Linked DNA regions of Gossypium hirsutum: region 1 is linked to region 2. The links are chromatin contacts, called in public Hi-C maps. All regions are on one chromosome and are shown on one strand. Each heading gives the region's core, a stretch centred on a gene start, on an enhancer-like site or on the middle of the called end of the contact. The rest is flanking DNA. Distances are from core to core; before and after follow the strand shown.

Region 1 (5,402 bases), core at 1,951-4,450, 160 kb before region 2:
GCGAATTTTGAAAACAGGTTCGGGAGTCAGTTACGCACGAGGAAGGGTTAGCACCCTCGTAACGCCCCAAAATCGGTACCAAATTGACTATTTAATGTCTTAGTGTCGAAAGTTAAAAAAAGATTTTAAAATAAGCTTGAATGATGAAATTTGCAAAAGGATAATCGATTGTTCAAGTCATGTAAAGAAATCGAGTCCCAATACGTAAGGGTATAATTCCTCATAATCCCCAAACTTGAATATCACTTTTATTTTATACGAAAAATCTTCATTTCGAGAAAGTAACATGCCACATCCAATACGTTAGGGCACAACAAGTTAAGTTCCCAAAAATGATTTTTATGCATTTTGAATAAAAAATATTCTTGGTCATTTAAGATTGACAAAGAAAATCGGAACTCAATACGTTAGGGCTCAATTTCCCTCGAAAATCCCAAACTTCCAACAATGCTTTTATTCAAAAAAAAACCTTTAAGTCAAGAAGATAACTTTGATGAATGGAAAAAACCAAAATATATTTTCAAAAAGGGTATGTTAAAAAAAATAATGTACAATATGATACAAAAACTTTAATGTAAAACACATATAAGTACATATTTACAAAATATATATACAAGTACAATATACAAGCAAATCCGAAAATACGAGTGGGCACATACTTAGCATACAAATATAAGTGTACATATAAAAAGGGTAAGTGAAGAAATACATACAACAAATTTATAATAATTTCTAAAAATATGCATGTATATATGTAATGACAATAAAATAAGAGTATAAAAACATGCAGATGTGTATACATTTTCAAAAAATAAGAAAAATGTATCAGCATATACATATAAAATATAGAGTATATAAAAGTAGAAAATAAAAAAAAACGTATGCATATGCGTATATATTTACAAGAAAAGAACAAAATATATATAAATATAATATATAAATAAACTATGGGAAAAAATATATATATATATATGTGTGTGTGAAAATCTGTATGCATATAATATAAAGAAAATGTATGAATTATTAAATGAAAAAAAATGTATATGTATTATAAAATGTATGTATGTTATAAAATAATAATAATAAAATCATGATAAAATAGTATAACATAATTTAGAAAAATAATAATAATAATAAAACAGTTTAAAAAAAGGGTTAAACTGAACTAAAAAGGAAAAAAATGGGTAAATTCGGAGTAAAAAAAACCACGTTGAATGCGCGCAAGAGTGGAGGACCAAAAGGGAAATTATCCCCTCCTTCCAAAACGCTGCGCAACAAGGGACTAAATTGAAACAGACATCAAATATGCGGCCTAATTTAAAACAAAACAAAACTGGTTTAATTGAAGCATGTTATAAAAGGGGGGACCAAATGCGCAATTTCCCCATTAGCTAGAACGCGCGGATCCTCCCCTCCGGGTCGGGTCACCGTGCGGGTTGCACCTGGCTAAAACGACGCCGTTTTGAAAATATCATTTAAACAAAAAAAAGATGTTTTTTTTAAAAAAAATTGCTGCAGAGTTAAAAATAAAAAAAAAGAAAGGTTGGCCCCCTTTTCCTCTGATAGGGTTTCGGCCCTAGCTCATTTTGCGCCGCCGCCGCAACGCGCGACTGCCTCAAGCCTCAACCTTCCGCCAGACTTCTGATTTGGACACGGCGAGCAGGGGTTTCATCGGCGAAGCTTCGAAGGTAAGCCCCTCACCCTTTTGAATATATTTTTTAACAAATAAGCAGAAAATAAAAAAAGAAGAACAAAAAAAATATAAAAAAAAGTCTGAAACTCGATTCACCTTCAAAAGAAAATCTTTGTATTTTTCAATCTTTTTCTTTTGTATTTCTCTCTATCCCCCTTTTTACAGATTTTCAAAGGCTTTTATAGCCTAACGCTAACCTATTTCCTTGTTTCTTGTTGTTTTACATTATCTGGACTATTTGAGTCCGTTTTGCGAGTATTTGAGGAGCGAACGGCGCGCGTGGGGAGGCTGATCTCCGAGTCTTGCGGCGACTGGGCGTTGGGTGCGACACTGGAGACTGTTGGGGCTTGCGGCGCTGAACCGAACATGGGGCTAGGGTTTGGGTAATTTGGGCTGTTAGGTAGGCTAGGTTTTGGACATTGGGCCTGGACGACCCATTTTTGTTTTGTAAATAGTCTAGGCCAATTGGGCCTTATTACATTATTATTTTACATTATTTCAGTACATTATGTTTGAAATGTATTCATTTAGTGTGTTTTTTAAATAAATTTAAAAAAAATCCTTATTTCGGCCCTTTGTTCGTATTTTTTTCCCAGATTTTATTACTTTCAATAAAAAACACACTAAATGAATACATTTCAAATATAATGTACTAAAATAATGTAAAATAATAAATTAGAAAATAGTATATTTTTTAAAAGTAATAAAATCCGGAGAAAAAAATACGAACAAAGGGCTGAAATACGAACATGTTGGTGCCACCTCTGCCACAGGCACCATTGGTGCCGCCAGTGGCAGGCCCTCCATTTAGCTGTTTTGTTTTGTTTTTTTTGTACCATTTTTGTAAATAAACTTTTTTGTATATTATTTTAGTATTTTTTGTATTATTTTAGTCAAATACCCGATAAACACCAGTTAAAGAGCCTATTTGATTCAATTTTATTAGTTTAAAAGTCAATTAAGTGAAGAAAAATTCAAAACAGCTTAATTAAATCTTTTTAAAAAGTTCTAAAATAAGGGGGTTTTTTTTATGTAATAGTAGATGTTTTTTTTTTCATTTTACATTCCATCTTATCTAAATTGAAATATACGTAAATGATATAGATTTAAATTGCATTTTATGCTGCACTTTTTATTTGGCGGATTTTGAAAAGAAAATATAAAAAATCAAATTATTTCTCACAAAGTGAGACATTTCTCTATTTATTTATTTACCCCTTAAATGCAGTTATAGAAAAATATGGGCACTTGCTCCAAAAATAATGGAAGAAAGAAGCTAACATTTAACGTGGGAAAGATGAGCCAACAAGATTCGTTGGTTGATTGATTTACATTTGAGTAATTAAGAATTAAGGTTTACGAATTACAATCAAATTAAGGCTGATTTACGTTATATCAAAATTCAAATTTTTACCATAAATTCATTTTCTTACCTTGTACAGATTACAATACAATTAAACTGAAACGGTGGAAAGGTAAATAGAAAGTTCATGAGATCTGATGAGATTCTAAAGAAACCTTATTGTAGATAGGTGGCCCCACAGCAACCCACTGTAAAACCCCCTTCATGCATGTACAGTGTTCTACAAATACAATCATCAATAAAGAGATGAAACCCTTCAACTCCTTTATCACTGATCAGAATCAGATACACTACTTTTCTTTTTCCCTTTTAACCATCTCCCTCCTCAGTTCTTTTCACGCTGTGAGCTTCAGCTACCCTTTTAAGTTTTAACCCTTGTTATTATGGCAGAAATTTATTCCCTTATCTTCATCCTATTGACTTGTCACTGTTACACCACCTAAACGGTCAGCCCTCTATTCTAAATGTAAAATTAAAGACCCCCATTTCAGTTGCAGCTGCAACATGAAAAGATAACTTTAGATTAGATATATGCAGTCAGTGGCCCTCTTTCTCTCTCTTCTTTGATAGTGTTAGATTCCTTCCTTCAAAGCAAGCATTGAGTTTGAAGAAAAAGGTCCAAAAAAAAAAATGGGAGAAGAAGAGAAACCAATGCAAAAGCAGCACCAGAATTCAACAGAATCTTTCACTGCAATGAAATCTAGTATCAAGCAGGCTGTTCAGGTTATATCTTCTTTGATTTCTCTTTCACATTCTATCAAGGTTTTTAATGTTAAATGGCAACTCATTCGAAAGAAGCTAGAAGAGATGAGTTCTGGGTTGATGGCTGTTGGAAACTGTGATTCAAGTGAAAACACAGCGGCCTTCTCTGACGTGGTTCCTTCCATTTTGGCAACTGTAAACGAGTGTTATGATCTCGGGAGAAGATGTGTGGATCTTTCTTACAGTGGAAAGCTCCTGATGCAAAGTGACCTCGATGTGATGGTTGCAAAATTTGATCTCCATGTAAAGAATCTTTCAGGGATTTACACTGCTGGGGTTCTGAGCCATGGTTTCGCCATTGTTGTTTCCAGGCCTGGTTTTGGTGCTTGTAAAGATGACATGAGGTTCTATGTAAGAGATTTGTTGACAAGGTTGAAGATTGGTGATATAGAAATGAAAAGGCAATCCTTGGTGAATTTATATCAAGTTATGGCTGAAGATGAAAGGTACATGAAACTTGTAGCACTTGAAGTTAGTGACATTGTGAAAGTGTTGGTCGATTTTCTTGATTCACCAGAGATGGAAATTCAAGAAGAAGCTTCAAAGATTGTATCTTTAATCTCTGGGTTTGATTTGTATAAAGGGGTTTTAGTTGAAGCTGGGATTATTGGCCCTTTAAATCGGGTTTTGGAAACCGGCAGTAATTTGGTCAAAGAAGGAGCTGTTAGGTGTCTTCAGACATTGACTGTAAATTCAGACAATGCATGGTCAGTTTCAGCTGATGGTGGGGTGACGGCACTGTTGAAAATATGTTCAAGCGGTGATTTTGGAGGGGAACTAATTGGTCTTGCTTGTGGGGTGTTGAGAAACCTTGTTGGTGTTGAAGAGATTAAAAGGTTTATGGTCGAAGAAGGTGCCATTGAAACATTCATCAAGCTAACAAGATCAAAAGAAGAAATCGTGCTGATTAATTCAATGGAGTTGCTTCAAAACGTAGCTTCTGGGGAGGAATCAGTTCGTGCATTACTACGAGTTTCGGATCCGAAATCGGCAACCTCTTCGAAAACAAGAGAAGTAGCATTGAGAGCAATAGAGAATCTATGTTTCCCTTCACAAAACTGCATAAACACCTTGATGAATTACGGATTCACGGATCATTTACTCTTCTTCCTACGCAATGGCGAAGTTTCCCTTCAAGAACTGGCACTTAAGTTGACGTTTAAGCTTTGTGGGACATCAGATGAGGCCAGAAAGACGATGGGAGATGCTGGTTTCATGGCAGAGCTTGTCAAATTGTTGGATGCTAAGTCATATGAAGTGCGTGAAATGGCAATTGAAGCACTCTCCAGTTTGGTCTCAGTCCCTAAAAATCGACATAGATTTGTTTCAGATGATAGAAACATACACTTCCTTCTTAGATTGCTTGATCAAGAGGAAGGAATTTCAGGTAATAAACAGCTCTTGCTCTCTATATTAGTTTCATTGACAAGTTGCAACAGTGGAAGAAGAAAAATAGCCAGTTCTGGCTACCTAAAATACATAGAGAAACTTGCAGAAGCACAAGTCTCTGACGCCAAAAGACTTGTCAGAAAGTTATCTACCAATAGATTTCGTAGTTTTCTGAGCCGTTTCTGGCATTCTTAA
Region 2 (5,034 bases), core at 1,320-3,819:
GACTATATAAAACTTCAACCATACAACGAGGAAACTGATGAAGAATTACCACTTTAAGCTGAGTCTACTCCTTCAATCTGCTGCCGTGCAAGGTATCTTTCCCTTCGCTCTTTCTGCATGACAGAAATTTACAGTCGCAAGTAATTCCATATCATACAAGTAAAATATCTATAAGAATAATTTTTCATCAGATGATTACAAGAAAGCTTACCCATTCATCTATCACAAGTCCTTCCCCAATTATCCTTGGACCTGCATCCTCTGGAGGCTTTTTGCGTGCCTCAACTGCAGCATCGGCATCAGCTAATTGGCGCTTCAATTTTTCCAGAGCCTTAAACCCATAAAAATATTTAAGCCGTTTAGTTTGCTATGATTTCGATAATTTGGCATGCATGTCAAACATCATGCAGGCGGAAAGCATTGACACGCTAACATGAATAAGGGCACATATATCAGTGACTTATGGTGGTAATATGGTAGCGGTACTTACAGGACAAGGGCGCTTGGGATCTAGAAAAACAACCCGCAAAATCTGCTCTATTGCCACTTGATCCTTTTGCTCATCAAACTGCAAAAGACAGGCACCTAAGATTGATTACACAATTTACAAATATCCAACCTCAAATAAAAAGAAAAAAGATCAGACAGGCAGAGAAGCAATCAATAGCGTACATGGTAAAAGAATATTCTCAATTGCGCATCAAACAAATGCAGCCAAACAACCCATAAAATTGATTGAAAATCATGCTTGCCCTATCAAAAATGGGCCCAAAATCAGCTTTCCAACAAGAGATTATTATCTGATTAAGCATGATAATTGGGCATATGTCGGCTTCAAAAGTCAATTTACAGCAACACCAGGACAACTCAATGACAAAGAAAAAAAAATCTGCCTATAAAGCACAGTAGTTTCTTTATGTTGCAGACAAAAGGTACAAATCCCAAAAAAGAAGAATATTGGATATAGAAGTTCTGTTCCACAGTGACATTTTATGCTTCAGATTAGCACTGCTTATCTATCTGTAAGGTCACCCCATAAAGTTACGTGTTTGTAGAGAAACTTAAACACTATTAGCCACAAAGTAAATATTATATGCATCACCAGAATATTACTTTATGTTCATCATAAGCTCACTAACATCTAAATGTAGTCAAATTAAAAAGTCTTCTTATTGGTTGTCATCATGTGAATAATATGAAAATACAGTTTTACAGGAGAAGTTCAACTCACCAGCTCGGGAACATACTCCATTGGACCCTTCACCTTGAGACTCATGATTTTAAACTTAACCTTGCTCTTTTGATCCATTGGCTTTTCATTGTTCTCAGGTTGCTCAACAAACTTAAAGACTAGTAAATCCATTCAAACGAGGAAGAGAAATTCATAAGAATCTTTCAGAAGATAAGACAAACATTAAATATATATTAATAACAAATTGTCAATGCATAATCAAAACTAGAATTAACGGGTGTGTGTACAGAAGGAAGCAATTACCGGTCGCAATGATGCTCTCCCCAGGTGCAAGAATAGCACCTGGTGGGCGCATGAAACAACTCTTGGGCGCTGTAGTTTGAAACTAAACCAACAGAAACAAAAGGGTTCATTACAAATCAAAGCAATTGTCATAAAGCACAACATCATTCCACTTCAGTTTCTAATGTATACAGCAAACATAGACAAATAACAAAGACTAATACAAACAAAGCAAAATTGAAAATTTTCAAAGGTTTAAGGTTTTTACCTTGAAAGCTGTATATGACTTGCTCGTGTTTTTTATCCTGACCGCGCTCCTCACTTGTTTGCCAGGTTCATCTTCGAAAAAGAAAACGTAATATACAATCAAGAATAAGAGAAAAGATTATTTCCATATACTTGGAAAAAAATTATACAATTTCTTCCGAAATAAATCGAATTGAAAATTTCCTGATTTAAGTCAAAAGTATTTCAAATAAAGAGTAACAACAAATTTTAGTCCGCTTATATCAGCTACTTTAATCAACAATCTTGATTCTGAACAATCTCTACTATAAAATATTTTTTTTCAACTTACTGTTAATTGCAAGAAATAAGCATCAAAAGTTTTGCTGAATATTGAATCAAACAAACGGGAAATTTAGAATCAGATAATACAGCAAAGAAGAATAGTACTTACATGGAAAATAGAGCTTATTAGCCGGATCAAGTTTAAGCCGGCGACGAGTCGGCAAAAGCGACTTGGCGACAGAGGAAACGGAGTTAGCCGAGGCATGATGGTTGGATCCTTCAAGGTGAGGCTGAGTTTGAGCGGAGGAAGAAGACGTCGTACTGGTGGTGTTCCTGGTTTGTCTAAACGGCAGCTTAAAGAACCCCCAAACTTTGCCGTCGGACGATGACTTCTGGTCGGTTTCTATAGCCATCTTATCTCAAAAGAATCACGAGGGCATATAGGACACCGTTTCTTTACGTTTCGCAGAGGAAGGAACTTCCACTGGTACTCGAATCGAGAAACTCGTGACAAGGAAATGAGGCAGAGAGCGAGAGGGGGGGGGGTCGGATTTTAGAGCTTGGATTGTACTGTATTTGACTTGGGAGAATTTGAAGTCCGCTTTTCCCCTTTAAAAGTCAATCGATCTCTCAGAAACGACACCGTATCCAGTTTCAATTATTTATTTTAAAAAACCGTTGTTTCGCAGCTAATTTCGTCGTCCTTTCTATTATAAACTGCCGCGGGAAGTAAACGGATTCAACCACGACTTTCAGGGCTTTGGAATGGCTAAGTAATTTTGGATTGTACTTTTAATTAATTAAAAGATTCACGCGTTTTTCCGTCTTCTATTTATTCAACAGGAAACAGAAATGTCAAGAAATTTGATTTTAAAATACCAATAAACCCTTTTGTTTAATTTAGAAGGATTGATTAAGTTATGTATTCTTGTGTTTGAAAGTTAATTAAGGATATAATAACAGAAATAATTAGTGGGAGTAACGCGGAAATTGAATCATTGCCTTCATCTGCTCGTCTTTAAGTCTTAAGCAACTAGCCTAGATCAGGAAAAAAGTTGTAATTTACCATGTTTCTTTTCTTTTGCGCATACCATGGATCAACTTAAGTTATGCTTCAAAGGGACTTATTTCTATATAAAATTTGAGCTTAAAAATTAAATAGATTCAAATGTTGAAATTTTAATTTGTTTTTAGTTTATTTGTAAAACAAAAAGAATTTATAAAATATTGTCTAGTAAATTTTGATATTTAAAGAAAATGCAAAGTCAAGAGTTCGGATTAAAAACTATTAAATTCAAAAAATATAGTTTCCACATTCAAAATCTAAATTGATTTGTTTTTTAAATAAGCTTAATTGAATAATAAGCCATTAAATTATACCCTTCCTTTCTTTGAGTAAGGTACTTGAGTTTGATCTTTAATTGTTATTAATTAGATACCTAAGTTATAATTTCGTTAAAAAAAACTTTTCAGTCAATTAAGAGTTGACTCGTATTTAGGAATTAGTTTTTTTTATTTCAGTTGAAAAAAGAAAAATAATTTCTAAATAAAAATGGGTAAACTACAATAGAGGTCACCCAATTATGGTTTATATTTTTTTTTGGCTACTCAACTATGAAAAGTTACAAAATGGTCACTCATTTATTAGTAATTTTTTTTTGTCACTCAATTAGTCAATTTTGTCTTTTTTTTTTATCACCCAACTATCTACTAACTATCGTAAAAATAAAAAAACCAAAAAATCCAAGATAATTAGGTGACAAAAAAATAAATTGAATAGTTGAGTGACAAAAAAATAGTAATGATTAGGTGTCTATTTTGTAACATTTTATAGTTGAATAATAAAAAAGGAAAAAAAAACCATAGTTTTTAGTTTACCCGAAAAAAAACACATAAATTGAAAAAATCTCCCTTCCTCCCCTTCTCTATTTGAAGAAACTAAATTCAAGATAAACTAAAAATAAAAATCTAATTTTTTTTAGTAGATGTTAGTTATTTGTTTGATTTTCTATTAGATCTGATAATTTTAGGTCTTTATTTTTCATGTTTGGCTTTGTTTTTTTCAATTGGATCTGATAAGCCAGAGTTTTTTTGGTTTTTTTTCAAATTTGAACAGTGTTAAACATTTAAGTCATTTTGAATGCTTTAGGAGATTATTGCTATTTATCTTTGGAGTTTAAGGTTTGGTCAATAAATAACAAGCAGTTGTGTTCGAGTTAACAACTTGACAAGGCTGTCGGAGGAGGTGATGATGCTTTTAACAACATTTTCAGTGAAACTAGAGTCGGAAAGCACATCCCTAGTGCTGTGTTTGTTGAGCTTGAGCTCACTGTCATTGATGAAGTCAGGACTGGTACTTACCTCCAATGCTTCCACCCTGAGCAATTCATTAGCCGGGAGAGAGATAGAGAGGCCGAAAGGGATAGGGAGAGAGGGGTTTGGTTCTGTTTCAGAGAGGGGAAGGCTGAGGTTTTCTTTTTCTTATTTTTTTTAATTTAATTTTTTTTCAATTTTTCATCACGTGCTATTGGTTGACTGAGATAGCAATTAAGGCTATAATGATTACAAAATTATATATTTTGAATATCTTATTAAGTGGGTGTCCATAAAGATCAAGATAAGTTTTGATATTCTTTAAATTCTTATAGTCATTAGAAGTAGATCTCTACTTCATTTATACTTCATATGCCTATAAATAGAGATTTTGAAGAAGCTTTATAAATATTCCGATTGAACAATAAAATACACTTTCTCTTTACTTTCTCATACTCTTCGCTCTTTACTTTCTGTCCTTTTATTTTATAACACGTTATTAGTATGATTCTCTTTTAATTGTTTTTTTTATACTTTCTCTATAAGCCACAAAATTTTTTCCTTTTCACCAAGCCTTACCCCTTTCAAGCAACAACCAATGCAATAGTCGGTCACCCAAATTTGCTACACAAGTTGTAGTCGATTGCCTTCTAAAGCTACTATTATTTTAGTATTCAATTGAGGCCTGCGCATTATAGGTAATCATTATGCAAAGAAATTTATATAATCCTTACGTG

The links. A called contact is a pair of places that touch in the nucleus more often than the background predicts.
Region 1: a Hi-C map of leaf shows a contact between it and region 2, with 2.3 times the contacts expected there. The contact joins the promoter of LOC107900619 here to the promoter of LOC107900616 in region 2. A contact is called at or near these places in 13 of 34 Hi-C or Micro-C datasets (anther, callus, cotyledon and 4 more).

The regions. Positions count from the first base shown.
Region 1 is chrD06:43,300,924-43,306,325 of Gossypium_hirsutum_v2.1, reverse strand. LOC107900619 (vacuolar protein 8) reads left to right here and starts at 3,200. Exons shown (of 1, transcript XM_041095886.1): 1 at 3,200-5,402. The coding sequence starts at 3,687. The coding sequence ends at 5,402.
Region 2 is chrD06:43,140,904-43,145,937 of Gossypium_hirsutum_v2.1, reverse strand. It overlaps LOC107900616 (vesicle-associated protein 4-2), which reads right to left and starts at 2,569. Exons shown (of 8, transcript XM_016826280.2): 1 at 2,154-2,569; 2 at 1,743-1,813; 3 at 1,496-1,577; 4 at 1,232-1,350; 5 at 673-753; 6 at 491-568; 7 at 212-331; 8 at 1-113. The coding sequence starts at 2,397. The coding sequence ends at 54.